2 separate regions of the Mus musculus genome follow, and region 1 is linked to region 2. The links are chromatin contacts, called in public HiChIP or PLAC-seq maps. All regions are on one chromosome and are shown on one strand. Each heading gives the region's core, a stretch centred on a gene start, on an enhancer-like site or on the middle of the called end of the contact. The rest is flanking DNA. Distances are from core to core; before and after follow the strand shown.

What was found. HiChIP or PLAC-seq counts read pairs in DNA pulled down with a chosen protein or histone mark.
Region 1: a contact with region 2 is called in an H3K4me3 HiChIP or PLAC-seq map of bone marrow-derived macrophages, with 2.9 times the contacts expected there. The contact joins the promoter of Asl here to the enhancer-like site in region 2. A contact is called at or near these places in 1 of 39 promoter capture datasets (neural stem cells), 3 of 484 Hi-C or Micro-C datasets (CD4 T cells, liver and short-term hematopoietic stem cells), 5 of 115 datasets of contacts at active chromatin or transcription factors (the SCID.adh cell line, bone marrow-derived macrophages and embryonic stem cells) and 3 of 9 other capture datasets (adipose tissue, liver and pancreatic islet).

What each region holds. Positions count from the first base shown.
Region 1 is chr5:130,022,564-130,026,130 of GRCm38.p6, reverse strand. It overlaps Asl (argininosuccinate lyase), which reads left to right and starts at 1,750. Exons shown (of 17, transcript NM_133768.5): 1 at 1,750-1,837; 2 at 2,035-2,089. The coding sequence starts at 2,078. Gm40334 (a long non-coding RNA gene) reads left to right here. Exons shown (of 3, transcript XR_868562.1): 2 at 109-334; 3 at 937-1,003.
Region 2 is chr5:129,964,898-129,968,444 of GRCm38.p6, reverse strand. All of the region lies in intron 1 of Vkorc1l1 (vitamin K epoxide reductase complex, subunit 1-like 1), which reads right to left. Among named protein-coding and RNA genes, the nearest start is that of Vkorc1l1, 25 kb to the right of the region's middle. Within about 2 kb of position 1,849, at least 28 of the 459 cell types and tissues checked have an H3K27ac peak or open chromatin away from gene starts, as enhancers often do. A contact at or near this core is called in adipose tissue, bone marrow-derived macrophages and embryonic stem cells, where this site is marked.

The sequences.
Region 1 (3,567 bases), core at 501-3,000, 58 kb before region 2:
TCTTGGCTATCTCTAGCATCTCTGGTCTGTTGGTGATTAAAAACGTCCATAGTCCATAAGGGGCTGTAGGGATGGCTCCGGGGTTAAGAGGATGTGTTGCTCTTGCAGAGAATCCAGTTTCAGTTTCCAGCTTGCCGAATACAGAGGCTCACTGTCGTCTGTAACTCCAGTTCCATGGATGCCCACGTGCTCCTCTGACTGCCACTGGTATCAGGCACATACATAATGCACATACATACACGCATCCTCCATGATTGGAGGTCTATCATGACACACCTGGTCTCCACAGTGGCCGCTGCCCACTCTTCCAGCCATGTTCTTGTGCTGATTCAAGGTAAGCCCAGACCTCCTGCTTTGAGAATGAACGTGATAGACTGAAGGAAGCCCTGAGTTTTAACCCTCAATTGCCCGTTAGAATCCCTTTCTAGACTCTCTAAAGAATACCAACTGGACTACATCCCAACTTTGGGGGGGAGGTTTGTCCTTTTTTTTTGTACATTTATGTATGTAGTATGCATGCATGTGTATGTATCATGCATATGCATAGAGTGTAGAGGACAATTTGGTGAAGTCATTCTCTCTTTCCACTATGTGGGTCCTGGGATCAAAATCAGATTGTAAGATTTGACAATAAGCACCTTTACCCATTGAGGCACCTCACTGGATCCATCTTTTCTTTAGGTAGGCATTTATTTGGGGGTGGGGGAGGGGAGGTGTGCACCACTTGCCACAGAACATGTGTAGAGGTTGGAGAACAACCCTTTGGGGTCCATTCTTGCCTTTCCCCTTATTGAGGCAGGGCCTCTCTTATATTTGTCACTGCTCCAAGTTCCAGACTAGCTGGCCCCCACATTCCTCTAGTCTTCTCGCCCGTCTTGAGTAGAAATACTGAGACCACAGATGAGTCCCACAGCCGACCTTCTATATGATTTCCAGGGATCGAACTCAGCTGGCCAACCTTTCAAGGCTAGCTCTTGTGCTGAGCCATCTCTCTAAGCCCTGGATTCAAAGTCTTGACATTCCTACCTCAGGCTCCCGACTGCTGCGATCGCAGGTATGTGCTAACAGTTATCACAGGTAACTTAGCATTTAGCAGATATCTTTCCACAGCCTGACTGCCAGCCTTTTTTTTTCTTTCTTTTTTTTTTTTTTTTTTTAATTCCATAACCCAGGCTACCTTGAGCTGGCTTATGCAGCTCAGGATGACCTAGAACTTCTGACCCTCCTCCATCAATCTCCCGAAAGCCAGGACTACTGGCGTATACCACCATGCTTCATTAGTAGTCTGTATTGGCCTGGAACCTGAAGCAAGCCTTTTGCCTCAGCCTCCAGAGTACTGGTATAACCGGCATACAAAACCATACCTGATTTAGCATGATTTACCTCTGCCCCCTACTTTAAGACAAGGTCTCACTCTTTAGTCCCTGTTGCCCACCCCCAAGCCCCCTACCCCTACCCCCCACTCCCCACCCCGGCCGGCCTCTGCCTCCCAAGTGCTGAAACGGTTTTGAAACAGGTTCATCTGCAACCCAGGCCTGGAACCTCCAGCAATCTTCCTGCCTCAGCCTCCCGGGTGCTGCAGGGATGACAAACCTGTCGTCTGTCTTCACCTCAGCAAAGGTTTTGTGTGCTTGAACCTCAGTACAACTAGTGCTGACTCCCTGGAAATCACCTCTTCCTGCTGCTAGTAGCTTAGCCAGAGGTGGTCCCGCCCATAAGCGTGATTGATGAGTCACACCCACCTCTCCCAATTGGCTCTACTCTTCCAGGAGGCGGGGACAAGACAGAGGGGCAGCGGACGCCATCCGGACCAGAAAAAGCCAGGAGAGACCAGAAGGTAACCTGGTCCCTGAGTGTCTTGATCCACTAGGTCCAGGGAACGTGGGACAGAGGGAACAAACAAGAAGGAACGCGAAGTCTGTGGTGCGCTTGCTGAGTGCTGCCCACGTCCTGCAAGCCGAGCAGGTGTCCCAACTCCGTCCCTGCCCCGTAGACCTCCCGAGCCGAGTTGGTCAGTGTGGTCTTGTCTTCCAGATTCGTAAGACAGAAGCTCCAGGAGGAGGAGGAACCGCCCAACATGGCATCAGAGGTGTGTAGGACTGAGGGGACCTTGCAAAGGAGCGGGGAGGAACCAGTCGGGTTTAACCGCGTATGGGGGCCATCTCCTGCCACACAGACCTGCAGTGATCCTGAAATTCCCGACCACACTTCCAAAGACTGGCTTCACGTAGACTCAGGGATGTCCGCGTCGTTATCTGCCCATCCAGCGCCACCTAGTGGCTTATGTAATGATCTCACTATTGGCCACTATGTCGGGCGGTTTTCCCCGTTTTTTTTTGTTTTTGTTGTTGTTGTTTTGTAGTTTTTTTTTTTTTTCTCGTTTGTTTTTTGAGACAGGGTTCCCATGTGTAATCCTGGAACTCGCTCTGTAGACCAGGCTGGCCTCGACCTCAGAGATCCACCTGCTTCTGCCTCCCAGAGCGCTGGGATTAAAGGTATGAGCCACTGAGCCCTGCGTTTTCCCTTTTTAAAGAATTATTTTAAAATGTATATTTGTATGGATGTTTTGCCTGCATGTATAGACGTCTGTGAACCCCGGGGCTGGCTACTCCCTATGTGGGATCTAAAGGAATGGAGTTACAGATGTTTGAGAGCCACCATGTGGGTGAAGACCAAACCTCCATGCTCTTACTGGCTGAGCCCGGCTCTCCAGCCCCTGTTTTTCTTTCTTTGAGACAGTGGCTAACTTTTAGCCCAGGCTAGACTGGAATTCACCTCTACTCAGACTGGCCTTAAGCGTCTGACAAGTCACCTGCATCCACCTGCTGAGTGTTCAGATTCCGGGTGTGACCTACCACATGAAAGCTTTCCACTTTTTTTTTTTTTTTTTTTTTTTTTTAGCATTGTTTGTTCGTACATAAGTATGTCCATGTGAGCTCTCATACATGTGGTGATCAGAGGACAAAATGTGGGAGTGGATTCTCTTTTCAACAGGCTTGGCAGCAAGGGCCTTTACCCAGTTAGCTACCTCATCTTCCTTACATACCGCTTTTCACCCCACATCCTCTTGTCAGGCCCCACCCAATAGGATAACTCTCTCCTCCTATTCGCTTGTTCCCATGTATAGGAAAACTTGAGTCCCTAAATTGTCCTTGAGGTCCATCATATAGAACCGGCCAGGAGGGAGGGACCTCTCTCCGTGGCCCCAGTGACTCCCTAGGGTGTCGCTGTCCTCTCCTCTGGGCCAGGAATCCCTGGCTTGTCTTCCTATTTAGTGAAAGGTGTGCAAGATATAGGTCTCCCGTGGGCTTGGTTGGTTTAGCTGGTAAATGGAATGATGACAGCTATTGGGCTTCACCTGTAAGGAATGGATCTCAGAGTCATAGCTCTGAACTCTTAGGGAATGGAGGCTGTAGGGAAGCAGATGCCTGCATGTGTGGTCCCTTCTGGTCTTCGTTAGCTGGCAACTCACCTCCTTCCTCGTAGCTCATCATTCCGATTAAAGATTTAACTCACTTGAGTTACGACGGCCTGATCTGCTTAGCTGCTGGGTCATGCGGAGGGTCA
Region 2 (3,547 bases), core at 600-3,099:
GGGTTTCTCTGTATAGCCCTGGATGTCCTGGAACTCACTTTGTAGACCAGGCTGGCCTTGAACTCAGAAATCCACCTGCCTCTGCCTCCCAAGTACTGGGATTAAAGGCATGCACCACCAATGCTCGGCGAGAATGTCCTTGAATCAAGTCCTCTGCCTTAGCTTAAGCACTGCTCTGTAATCTTTCTCTCAGGTAAGAAGTTTATGTAGGGCCTTGCTAGTCCAGGCTAGCCTCAAACTCAAACTCTCCTAGCAATCCTCCTGCTTCATTCAGCCTTCCTATGGTTGGGTTTACATGTGTATGCCACTCGATCCAGGTATAATTCATTTTACTCACAGATTATCCCAAAACAAAATCCCAAATTTCCATTCTGCATAAAATTCCTGCTAAGCCAGGCAGACATCTTTAATCTCAGTATTCAGGAGGCAGAAAGAGGCAGGTAGAGCTCTATCAGTTTGAGGCCAGCTTGATCTACAGACAGAGTTCCAGGACAGCCAGGGCTACATAGAGAACCTCTGTTTCCAAACACACACACACACACACACACACACACACACACACACACACACACAAAATTAATTAATTAAAAATAAATAAATAAATAAATTTCCTTCTGGCTCCTCAGTAGAAAAATGCAGGCTATGGGGGCTGGGAAGATGGCAGTGAAGAAGTGCACTGCTCTTGCAGGGGATCCGAGTTTGATTCCCAGGATCTGTGTCAGGTGCCTCACAACTGCCTACAATTCCACAATGAGGGTATCAGAAAGCCTCTTCTGGCCTCTGCTGGTGCCAGGTATTCACACATAACACAGGAAAAACATTCATATTCAAAAAACATGTTAAATACATTAAAAAAATAAAAATTAATGTTTTGGGGACATTTTCCTGTCTGTAGATCATCATAAAGTGACAAAGTAACCTAGAGATCTGGGAAAAGACTTTAGAGAGATGAAAGACTGTTCAACCCGGGCTTGGTGGTGTGTCTGTAGTTCTAGGCATTTGGGAGGCTGGGGTGGGGTCAAGGTTTTAGATGACAAATTCAAGGTCAGTTTAAGAAACACAAAGTGGAATCTCATCTTTTAAAAACCATCCCACCTAGGAAGCATGTCTTGACAAGTTTAAAACAGAAAGTGCAGAGCAGATACAATCTAAAGCAACAAAAGCTAAGTAGTAAAGTTCTTGCTTGGAACGAGGCCCTGGCTGTGTCTTGGTGTGGTCACCTTTCTTTCTGCTGAGCTTCTTGGAATGGGTGCGTCGGAAGTTTCCCTTCTCTTAATCCTTTCAGGGGCTCCAGATGCACGTTAGATTGCTTTTGACTTAAACTGTTGCCCCTGGTACAGTGCCTGATGAGTTATTACTATTTCCAGTTTTCTAACTTCCATTTCTGCTTAAATTGTTACATCTTTATAGATGCCTTCCTCATCTGTGTTCTTTACCATCTCTAAATGCTTTTTTGAATAAAATATACATTTTTACCTCCATTTCTTCTACCTTCTCAAACAAACAAACAAACAAACAAACCCATTAATTGTTTCAAGGTCTTTCTCCAGTGTGTTATCTCAGAGACTGTTTTTTCTCCTCATTTGAAGCACTTCCCTGGTTCTTTCTGTGCTTGGTAATTTTGAATGCTAAAATACCGCTTTCTCTTTTTCGTTCGAGGTTTTTTGTTTTGGCACACAGTGTTAAGCTGCTTGGGATCAGCCTTCAAAATTGCTTCTGTACTGAGAGGGTGGGTGCAGCACAACCTTTAATTAGGGCTGAGTTAGCCTCACCCCAGGGCCATGCATACCCTTTGATGGCCTGCAAACACTCCAGCTAGTAGGAACAATCTATGTCCAACTCTGTGTGAGGTCCTGGATCACTTTGCCTAAGGCTTTCCCAGTGCTGAAGTACTCCCTCTCAAACAAGTTCAGATCAGTGCTAGACCTAGACCCTCTGCCTGTCTAGAGTTCTTTATATCTTTTTCACTTAGGTAATCTACTCCCAAATTTTCTTCCTTCTCTCCTACTCTAGCCAACTTTTATGTCTAGCTTCCCAACCAAGTTAAGACCATCAACTTTATTTGGGGTCCTTTAATTCATTCTGCAGCCTGCAAACTTCTATATGAACTGACAACCCAAGAGCTCAGGTTTGCTTCTTTCTCTGAGAAATCTCTGCTCAGTATTACCCAGTACCTACAAACGGCTATCTTGTATGCTTACTGGTTTCTTTTTCTTTTAGTGTTGAGGACAGGACTAAGGATTGCATTGCCTAGGCAGTACACTATATATACACTGAGCCAGTTGTCTGGGCTTGGTGGCTCTGGCCCAAGTAGGGAACTCACTACCCTCACAGTTGCTCACCATAACACCTGGCTTGTTCTTTGAGATAGTCTCACTGTAGCAGACTAGCCTCCAGTTTGAGAGGTTCTTCCGCTCTCACCCTTCCAAGTGTTGGCATTACAGGACAAGGCCACTATGCCCAGCTAGTTTTCTGGTTTCTTTTCTTTCCTCTTTCCTACTTCTTTACAGGGAGAGGCAGCGACGTGGGTGTCAGAGGACAATTTGCAGAAGTCAGTTCTCCACTTTGAACATGTGAGTCCCAGGAACTGAACTTAGGTCATCAGATACCTTTACTCCCTGAGCCACCCATCTCACCAGCCCTGTTTGCTGCTTTCTTAAGGTAGCAAAGTATGATGAGTACGGTCAACATCCCAGGATTTAGACTTTCCTGGAAGATGGGCCCCTGAGCATGCCCGTAAGGGATCCTCTTGGTTATGTGGATTGGTGTGTAAAGACCCATTTTAACTGGAGGTTGGACTAGTCCTTGATCTATATAAAATGGGGAGAATAAACTGAACTCGGGCATTCATTACTCTCTGGCTGCAGACAAAGCATCCCTGATGTTTCAAGTTCCTGCAGACTATAAGCTAGAATAAACCCTTTCTCCCTTAAGTCACTTTTGTCAGGATGTCTTGGCACCACAACAGTTTTCCTTCTGGAAACTAAGCCAGGGGGTTAGATTCAGCCCTAGTTTTTCTGCTCTTGCTAGATAGAATATTGCAAGTCAAATGGTGATGCCTTCGGTTCACATCTAAAGCCTTTGTCTTACTCAGCCCAATGCACCCTCTTTGTAATGTCCAAGCAATGAGTTCCCTCCTTTCTCCTGACATTTGCTCCACTTTCATGTCTAATACTGAACTCTCTCCTTCATAGTGCCTTAGTGCCTTGGATTTCTTCACTTAGCAACAGCACAGAGAAGAAAAACAAACTTTAGAATGTAATCAATTAGTTTTTTAAAAAATCAAGTCTATCCTTTTTACTATATACATAACCAGAAAAATAACCAGAAGTTAATTCCTTTCCAATGTTAAGATGACCTGTTCTGGGTATTTTAATTGTTATTGTTTTATTTATTTTGACACAGTTTCTTTGTGTAGTCTGGTTGTCCTAGAACTCTTTTTTGTGGACCAGGATGACTTCAAACTCAGAGATCCACCTGCCTCTGCTACAGACCCACTGTTCTGGGGTTTTGTTTTTGGTTGAGTTTTTTTTTGTTGTTTGTTTTT